Linked DNA regions of Ovis aries: region 1 is linked to region 2. The links are chromatin contacts, called in public Hi-C maps. All regions are on one chromosome and are shown on one strand. Each heading gives the region's core, a stretch centred on a gene start, on an enhancer-like site or on the middle of the called end of the contact. The rest is flanking DNA. Distances are from core to core; before and after follow the strand shown.

Region 1 (4,497 bases), core at 720-3,219, 310 kb before region 2:
TGTTTGAAATGTAAATATCAAGAAGTCCCCATCTCCTTATCTGTTTTGAGTCTGAGCTTGGTACTTAGTTCTATGTTGTGACTACATGGTTATAAAGACACTGAGAAGTTTTATTTTTTTCTCTATATAAAAGTAATTAGCTAACACAAACACCATCTCAACCACCAGTGAATTGAGAATGAACCATGTGTAGCAAATGGTTCAGTTAAGTCCTCTTAAGGACAAATTACTGTTTATCATGAGGGTATGTACATAATATGAAATAGGCTGCACCTGCGTACATACTTACAGGGGTGCGAATTCAGTCTTTGAAATCCCACTAGCAGACTGCTAGAGATGTGTGTAGCAATCTGGTTAAATGCTTATTTGATAATAAAGTTATTCAGTTCTTTCCCACATTTGTAGGGAGGAATTTCTTGGTTGGCAGGTTTTATTTTTTAACAATTTCTGTAACAACTCCCATGACCTGAAATATCCCCTCAGAACATCAGCAAATTGTTAGAATCTTGAAAGGACCAATTAGCTTTTGGACCCAAACTTGATCATGCACTTGTCCGCCAGGAGGGTTGTCCTGAATGCAGACAAGCGTTCTATCTGTATCTCCTGTCTCGAAAACTTTGTTTATACATAGACCACGGTGACTTCAAAGTACGTCCTTTCAGAGCTGCCCCTCAGGTGTCCCTTCCAGGCTAACCGCATGCAGAATTTCATCTATCGCTGCAGGCCGGGCAACACCAGACACACACTCTGGTAACAAAAAGGTCAGGAGCAAGATTTAATGCGAAAGGCAATCTACACACTTCTGGAAAACTTAATCCTCCTCTGTGCCACCAGACTTGGGCAAGAAAGTTACAGCAATTATCCATCCTGGTATTTTCAAAAAAAGAAATGAAGGTAGGGAATCGAACCCTACACTCATCCAATTAAGATCCGCCTTTTGCACCTGGGCTTCCCGACCTGGCTCTTCTCACCATCCTCCCTCCCTGGCTGGGCTTCTTATTTACTCCCAGCACAAGGAAGCCATAGAGAAGGAAATGGCAGCCCACTCCAGTACTCTTGCCTGGAGAATTCCGTGGACAGAGGAGCCTGGTGGGCTGCTGTCCATGGGGTCGCACAGAGTCGGGCACGACTGAAGCGACTTAACGTGCATGCATGCATTGGAGAAGGAAATGGCAACCCACTCCAGTATTCTTGCTTGGAGAATCCCAGGGACAGCGGTGCCTGATGGGCTGCCGTCTGTGGGGTCGCACAGTCGGACACGACTGAAGCGACTTAGCAACAGCAGCAGCAGGGAAGCCAAGAGCTTCCAAGCAAACGCATTAAAAGATCAAACACAATGACGGGGAGCTCTTGCAACCCCTCATCCAGGGAAAGGCCCAGCCCCAGTCCTCGCCACCTGCCAGGGACTCCGTGGCCTTACCTGCGGACCGCGAGGGGCGCAGCCGAAGCCGGCGGCCGCCTCGTCTCCGGCCCCGCGTCAGCTTGTAGAAGCAGTAGCAGGCGCCGGCCGCGAGGATCAGGCCCGCCGCCACCCAGCCCACGTCCCGGGCGCCGCCCATGCTACCTCTGGGGCCGCGCACAGCGCTGGGCCCGGCGCGGGAGTGTCCGGAGCCAGCGGGTCCAGGCGCCGCCGCCCGGGATGACGCCGCGGGAGAAAGGAAATGGGGGACTGAACTCCGCCTCTCAGAAACCGCCCTGCTGAAAAGTGAAAGAGTCCACTCAGCCCGTACGCTTCCTGGCGGCTTCCTGGAGAGTGGGCGGGGCACGGCTGGAGGCGAGCTAGACTGGGTGAAGCGCTGCAAGCACTGCACGCCCCGAGAGCACTCGCCGGGGGCCGCCCCGGACGCCCGGAGGCGGGTCCCTGCCCCGGCCCGAGGCCCGCCCCTCTTCCGGGCAGGCCACTGAGGGCGCGAGGCAACGCAATGCCTAGCCCCTCCTCCCACGCCGCGCGGTTGCCGTGGCAACGCCGGGACGCGCTAGCCCCTCGCTCAGGAGTGGCTCTTGCTGCTCCGGGCGTGGGGAGGGCCAGCGAGCCACGCAGGATTTCAGTAGGGGCTCAGGTCATGGCCTCGCTGCGCCGGGCCAGCCCCAGGCTGAGGAAATACTTCAGGGAGAACTACATTCCTCAGGTCTGCGAGGTACTGGAGCCACATGGCGGCGGAGTTAGAAGAGGGAAGAATGGGCAGAGAATTCCCAGAGGAGGGACTGGAGTTTGGCGAAGAGAGGAAGTGGAGGTTAAGAGGAGCGAAAAGGGAAGAGATGAAGTCAGCTTTGGACAGGACGGCGGTCCGGGCTGAACATACATATCAGAGAGTTGAAGCAGAGGGGTGAAGGTGGCTGAAAGGGGGGATGAATGACATCTCCCAGGGAGAAAGGGGGAAAGACCTCAGGACAGAAACCCCAAACGCCAACTTTCCAGATTTGGATAAGAGGAACTAAGGACTAGAGGAGTGAGGATGAAATGCCTTGGAGATAGAGGAGGAAAAGCAGAAGAGTATGGCTTTATGAAGAAAGTGGGCAATAGTGTCACCTAAGATAAAGACTTGAAAAGTTGTAGTGGATTTGGCCCAGGGTAAGTGTGGGTTTTCAATGGAGTGATGAAGGCAGAAAATAGATTGAGGTTAGCTGAGGAGTGGAAACTGAGATCTTTAGATAGAAAGCAGTCAGCCCTTTGTGTGAAAGGAAGATCCACACAACCAAGGCTTAAATGGGAGGAAAGACTGTCCTTCCCCACCCATCTTGTAACAGGAAGGAAGCAGGACAAGGGGTGGGTAGGCTTTGTAGGCTCCGAGTTAGAAATCCAATAAAATTATCTTCTGGTGACTTCCATTTTCTCTACAAATATGAGGTGAAATGTTTGTCAAGATTGAGGATGTTTGGCAGGGGATGCAGTTGTAGAAGGAGTTTTGAGTAGTTAAGTTATTCAGACAAGGAGGGAGAGTTAGAAGTCCAGGGAAGGAGAGAGAAGGAAGGTGAGGCAGTGTTGAGAGTCCAGCTGGGGGAGTGACTGTCCTACGCAAGTGGGAGGGCAGTTCAGTACAGCCCCCTCCTTTGGGGATGGTAATTTTCAAATATTTATTAAAGTGTTAAATATGAATACCCTTTAACCAAGCATTTCCACTTCTGAGGATCCACTTTAGAGACATACTTGCACATGTAACCAGAAGGATGTACAAGTATATACATTGTAACATTGTCACATAGTGAACGTGGTAAATAAGTCTAAATAAGGGAATGGGCTATTCTGTAGAACAATATATACCTGTGCCTTAAGACAAAAATGCAAATTGCCTAACAAAGTGTACTAACATCTAGCTACCTGAATTCATACTTGTATGCATATGTGTATATGTATATAAGTGTGTTTTTATATGTGTATATATATATGTAAGACAATAATATATGCATAGAATATATGGCAAACTATTAACAGCAAATGTTTTGGGTCTAATCTTTTACTTCATATACATCTGTAGGGTTTTAATTTTTTTATGATGAGTTTCATTCATGTTTTACCTCTATACAATTGTATTTGAAAATGTGTAGAAAGCTTGCTATTTATCTTCCCAGTTGCATGGTTTTCTCAAGCAGCACTCAGTAAATCAGACCTAAGTATACAAATAAGAGCTGATTTCATTCAGGATAGGAGTTTGCCACACATATATAATGGAAGGGCAGTGGGGAGGGAGCTAAGCTTTTGAGAGTGCCTAAAGTGATGGGCCTAGGACTCTAAGGACTGGGTGGGATATGAGAACAAGACATAATACTGATATGTGGGTAGAAAGTGGAAGTTTGTAAGAGGTGAATGAAAAAGGGTAGAGGGAGTATTTGAGTGAGGGAGCTGGAAAAGTAGGAGGTGGGGGCCACAAAGTGGAATGTGCACAATTACCTCTCAGAATCATCTTTTTTTTTCTATTAAAATTTTTTCTTGGTTAGATATATTAACACATGACTTCATAGTATACAATTTCAAACTTTTATAAAGAAAATGAATTTTAGTTTCCATGCGGAGAACCTGAAAAATCTGTGGATCATCGATTTTTCCTTTTTGAAACCATTTTTGTACTATCATCAATGCAAATAGGCCTGGAGGGGTGAAACTATCCTCACACCCAGAGCTGGGGAGGAAGACGGAGCCTCTTCAAAGAATCTAATACAGTCATCCCTCAGTATTCTCAATGGACTTCCCTGGCTCAGATGGTAAAAGCCTCTGCCTACAATGAGAGAGACCTGTGTTCGATCCCTGGGTCGGGAAGATCCCCTGGAGAAGGAAATGGCAACCCACTCCAGTACTCTTGCCTGGAAAATCCCATGGACTGTAGCCTGGTAGGCTACAGTCTGTGGGGTCACAAAGAGTCGGACATGACTGAGTGACTTCACTTCACTCAGTATCCTCAGCTTTGGTTCCAGGACCCCCATGGATACTAAAATCTGTGCACACTATTTACATACAACCTACATCCATCTTACTGTATAAATCACCTCTAAATAAATCAT
Region 2 (4,540 bases), core at 1,515-4,014:
TCAAATCTCAGCTCCACCACCTTATATCTGAGAGACAACAGGCATATTTTTTTATCTATCCCACTAGAAATTAAGTTTCATGAGGGCATGGATCTCCTCTACTTATTCACCCATAATAAGTACTCAGTATATGAAACTTGTGCTGTGCTGTGTTGCTTCAGTCATGTCCAATTCTTTGCCATACTGTGGATGGTAGCCCACCAGGCTCCTCTGTCCATAGGATTCTCCAGGCAAGAGTACTGGAGTGGGTTGCCATGCCCTCCTCCAGGGGATCTTCCTCACCCAGGGGACTGAATCACTGTCTCTAGTCTCCTGCATTGACAGGTCGGTTCTTTCACCACTACGGGGTCATCAAACTTGTATTTCAATTCTCTTACCGAAAATGGTGACAAAAACAGTGTCTATAATATAGTACAACTGTAACTAGAAAAGATTATCTTAGGAGTGTTATCTGCTGTTATGATCATTAATAGTATTTTGCTTCAGTCCTAGGACGGCAGAGAACTTGGGAAGACTTTCCTAGAGAAGTGTCGCAGAAATTGTGGCTTCCATGTGAGAAATAACATGGAACTCAAAACACCTAGAAAACATATCTGGCAGCCATTATCAATTGACCTTTCTGGGGCAATCTAACTATGTGTTTTCCTTCAAAGCCTGCAACTCACAGAAAATTTACTTCAGTTCAGTTCAGTCGCTCAGTCGTGTCCGACTCTTTGCGACCCCATGAATCGCAGCACGCCAGGCCTCCCTGTCCATCACCAACTCCCAGAGTTCACTCAGACTCATGTCCATTGAGTCAGTGATGCCATCCAGCCATCTCATCCTCTGTCGTCCCCTTCTCCTCGTGCCCCCAATCCCTCCCAACATCAGGGTCTTTTCCAATGAGTCAACTCTTCACATGAGGTGGCCAAAGTACTGGAGTTTCAGCTTCAGCATCATTCCCTCCAAAGAAATCCCAGGGCTGATCTCCTTCAGAATGGACTGGTTGGATCTCCTTGCAGTCCAAGGGACCCTCAAGGGTCTTCTCCAACACCACAGTTCAAAAGCATCAATTCTTGGGCGCTCAGCCTTCTTCACAGTCCAACTCTCACATCCATACATGACCACAGGAAAAACCATAGCCTTGACTAGATGGACCTTAGTCGGCAAAGTAATGTCTCTGCTTTTGAATATGCTATCTAGGTTGGTCATAACTTTTCTTCCAAGGAGTAAGTGTCTTTTAATTTCATGGCTGCAGTCACTATCTATAGTGATTTTGGAGCCCCCCCAAAATAAAGTCTGACAGTGTTTCCACTGTTTCCCCATCTATTTCCCATGAAGTGATGAGACCAGATGCCATGATCTTCGTTTTCTGAAAGTTGAGCTTTAAGCCAACTTTTTCACTCTCCTCTTTCACTTTCATCAAGAGGCTTTTTAGTTCCTCTTCACTTTCTGCCATAAGGGTGGTGTCATCTGCATATCTGAGGTGATTGATATTTCTCCCAGCAATCTTGATTCCAGCTTGTGTTTCTTCTAGTCCAGCGTTTCTCATGATGTACTCTGCAAAATTTACTTAGGCCAAAATGAAAGCTGACGTTTTCAGTAAGAAGCTGGGTGCCTATTAGAAACCAAACACTTGGTCCAGACTATACGAAACATACTATAGGCAAGGCTGTTTGGGGAACAGACCGCAGGCCATGAGCAAGTGGAAATGTGGACCGCCTGCCATGCCACTGAGTGGATTATCAAGATACGTTAACCCTGAAAAATAAAACACTTTGTAATGGACAAAGTGCAGTAACACAAATAGGAACAAAGTGTCAAAGGAGGATACGACAAAAAAAGATGTTATGTGGCTTAGGTTATTCCAAATCATGTTTCTACTAGATTTATAAAATTGCTATAACTGAAAACTTAATTCCTAACTGCTACTCAGAAACCTAAAGCAGAACAGAAAAAAAAAAAAAAAGACATAGCTTCTGAAGGGGTCAAGAGTAAATTACGTTGAAAAGTCAGATCCAAAGGGACAAATTAAAAATGCACGTCGGCCTAATTTCAGAAGTTCACAGGGTGTGCCCCGGGACCCAAACCCGTTTTACAATCACTTGCCAAACTTCAGGGGCGCGTTCACTTCCACGGACGCCCGGTGGTCGATGACATCAGCCACGATGGTCACCTCCTTCTGCGCCTCGTCGTAGTTCACCTGCAGGCCGGCCAGGGCCCGCGCCCCGCCCTCCACTCCGCTCACTGTGACCAGCACGCGGTCGCCGTCTGGGTAGGTGAGGGGGTCCAGGGGCCTCACAGTCAGGTGGCATGGGAGCCGCGCCCGCAGACGGCCGAAAGGGCTCACCAGCAGCGCCCACTCCTTCAGAGTCCCGCGCGCAGGGTCAGACCTAGAGACCTCGGGCTGGGACCCACCTGAGCCGTACAGCCGGGACTGACATGTCCCACAGGCCCAGCGCCCGGTGGCCTCGCCGGCCCACACTCTGAGCAGACAGAGCCGGAGGCAGCCCAGCCCCCGTCCCGAGAAGGGGAACATGGCGTGCCCCTCTTTCTCCCACAGATTACTTCAGCCTCAGGTTAGTCTCTCCAAGTCCAGTCGGCTTGCCGCTGTGCTGACCAAGCCAAAAGGGAGACAGACGCTTGATAAGAGGGTTTGCTGAAGCAACAGCAAAACCGCTCACTTCATTCAGCAATGTAAACGTCAGCTACACGGGTCTGGGCGGCAAATTGCAATTTTAAAGTTCTAAGAATCCATCCTGACCAGAACCCCTTGCCTACTCCCGCCCCTTTCGCAAAGGCCGGTGGGATAGGTAGTTCCAATGGTGGTCAGATGTTGAATGGCTCGGGCAACTGAGAAACTACATTTCCCAGAAGGCAATGCGCAGGATGCTGAGGGTAGATACGGCAGGTGTTGGACGGAACTCGGAAGGCCTGCGCTTTCCCCTCAAGCCCATTAGCCATTGGAGGGACGTGGGGGCGGGGGGAGGGGGGGAACCTACACCGGAACCCACTGGCCAATGGAAAGGGAGGAAAGCAAAAGATGGGCCAGGCTGCTTGGTTTCCTTGGATACCGAGGACGCGACTTCTCCGAAGAGGGTGGAGCTTTGGAGTGAGACGGAGGAAGATCGTCTGAGGGAAAATAGGAGCCTAAATAAGAATCAGGACGAAGAGAAGAGCTAAGAAACTGCGCTTTTAAAGGTGAGACCGTGATTTAAAATAGGAGTACCCTCAGTGAGTGGTTAGCTCCAAGCGTCATTAAATTAGTTCGGGTTACCCTGGGATGGAGAATACCTCTGCAAGAGGTTAAAGACTCATTAGTGCTGTCAAAGGAAACTCCCTCTTCGAGAGTAAAATATAGGAATAGCATTAGCGTCCTGTCTCCTTTCAGACTCTAAAAGACCTCAGGCCAGTCTTTGAATGTATCTGAGTTTAAACTGCTTGCTCTTAAAATTAGGTCAATAATACCTTGTCTGGCCTCAAAGGTTTTGTTTTTTGTTTGTTTGTTTTTTTTTTTAATTTTAGGGATCAAATGAAATAATGGATGTGAACACCGGTGCACAGGCTAAGTTGAAGTTTATACTATTTTTATTTTATATCTAAAAATCCTAATGAACTGAGCTAAAGTCCTCAGGGGCCCAAGTCACAGAGTTCTTTGCAAGCCATTACCTGTTTAAAAATTCAGTGTTTTTCTTAAGTTATCCTTTCCTCCTTTCTGTCCTGGTCCATCTCCCTCCTTATAAAGGTTCACTCATGATAGGGGCAAGCTTTTAGGTTCATCAAGTTCCCACTGCATATTACTTCTGTCCTTGGCTTTGTGTTTCATTTCGCCATAATTATTCAAACTGATCTTCAAACTGTCTTTTTAATAAAATCCCACAGGAATAACTTTGGGAAAGGCATTGGTTTAAGCATCTTGAGAATGCATTCAACTTAGCTGTTCAGTTCAGTCACTCAGCTGTGTCTGATTCTTTGCAACCCCATGGACTGCAGCACACCAGGCCTCCCTGTCCACCAGCAACTCCCGGAATTTACTCAAAGTCATGTCCATTGAGTCGGTAATGCCATCCAACCATCTCATCCTCTGTCATCCCCTTCTCCTCCTGCCTTCTATCTTTTCCAGCATCAGGGTCTTTTCAAATGAGTCAGTTCTTCACATTAGGTGGCCAAAATATTGCAGCTTCAGCTTCAACATCAGTCCTTCCAATGAACACCCAGGACTGATCTCCTTTAGGTTGGACTGGCTGGACCTCCTTGCAGTCCAAGGGGCTCTCAAGAGTCTTCTCCAACACCGCAGTTCAAAAGCATCAATTCTTTAGCGCTTAGCTTTCTTCACAGTCCAACTCTCAGATCCATATTTACTATTTTCAAATAAATAAAACGGACCAAAACCGTTATTTTTTGGATCATCTGAGCTTTAAAATGGAGATTATGTACATTAAGGTTAACATAAGATATTAAAAAGTTAGTGATCCTTTTATAAGTCTGATGTCATGTAGCAAGTCTGTCCACATATCAATAATAACCAGTAAAAGTACTACCTTCCACATTTATGACATTA

Evidence for each region. A called contact is a pair of places that touch in the nucleus more often than the background predicts.
Region 1: a contact with region 2 is called in a Hi-C map of muscle, with 3 times the contacts expected there. The contact joins the promoter of FBXL13 here to the promoter of FAM185A in region 2. A contact is called at or near these places in 9 of 16 Hi-C or Micro-C datasets (hypothalamus, liver, mesenteric adipose tissue and 5 more).

Annotation. Positions count from the first base shown.
Region 1 is chr4:45,849,735-45,854,231 of ARS-UI_Ramb_v3.0, reverse strand. It overlaps FBXL13 (F-box and leucine rich repeat protein 13), which reads left to right and starts at 1,969. Exons shown (of 21, transcript XM_027968573.3): 1 at 1,969-2,138. The coding sequence starts at 2,064. ARMC10 (armadillo repeat containing 10) reads right to left here and starts at 1,660. Exons shown (of 6, transcript XM_012177422.4): 1 at 1,421-1,660. The coding sequence starts at 1,559.
Region 2 is chr4:45,543,794-45,548,333 of ARS-UI_Ramb_v3.0, reverse strand. It overlaps FAM185A (family with sequence similarity 185 member A), which reads right to left and starts at 2,764. Exons shown (of 10, transcript XR_006059764.2): 1 at 2,089-2,764. CCDC146 (coiled-coil domain containing 146) reads left to right here and starts at 3,072. Exons shown (of 17, transcript XM_060414653.1): 1 at 3,072-3,180.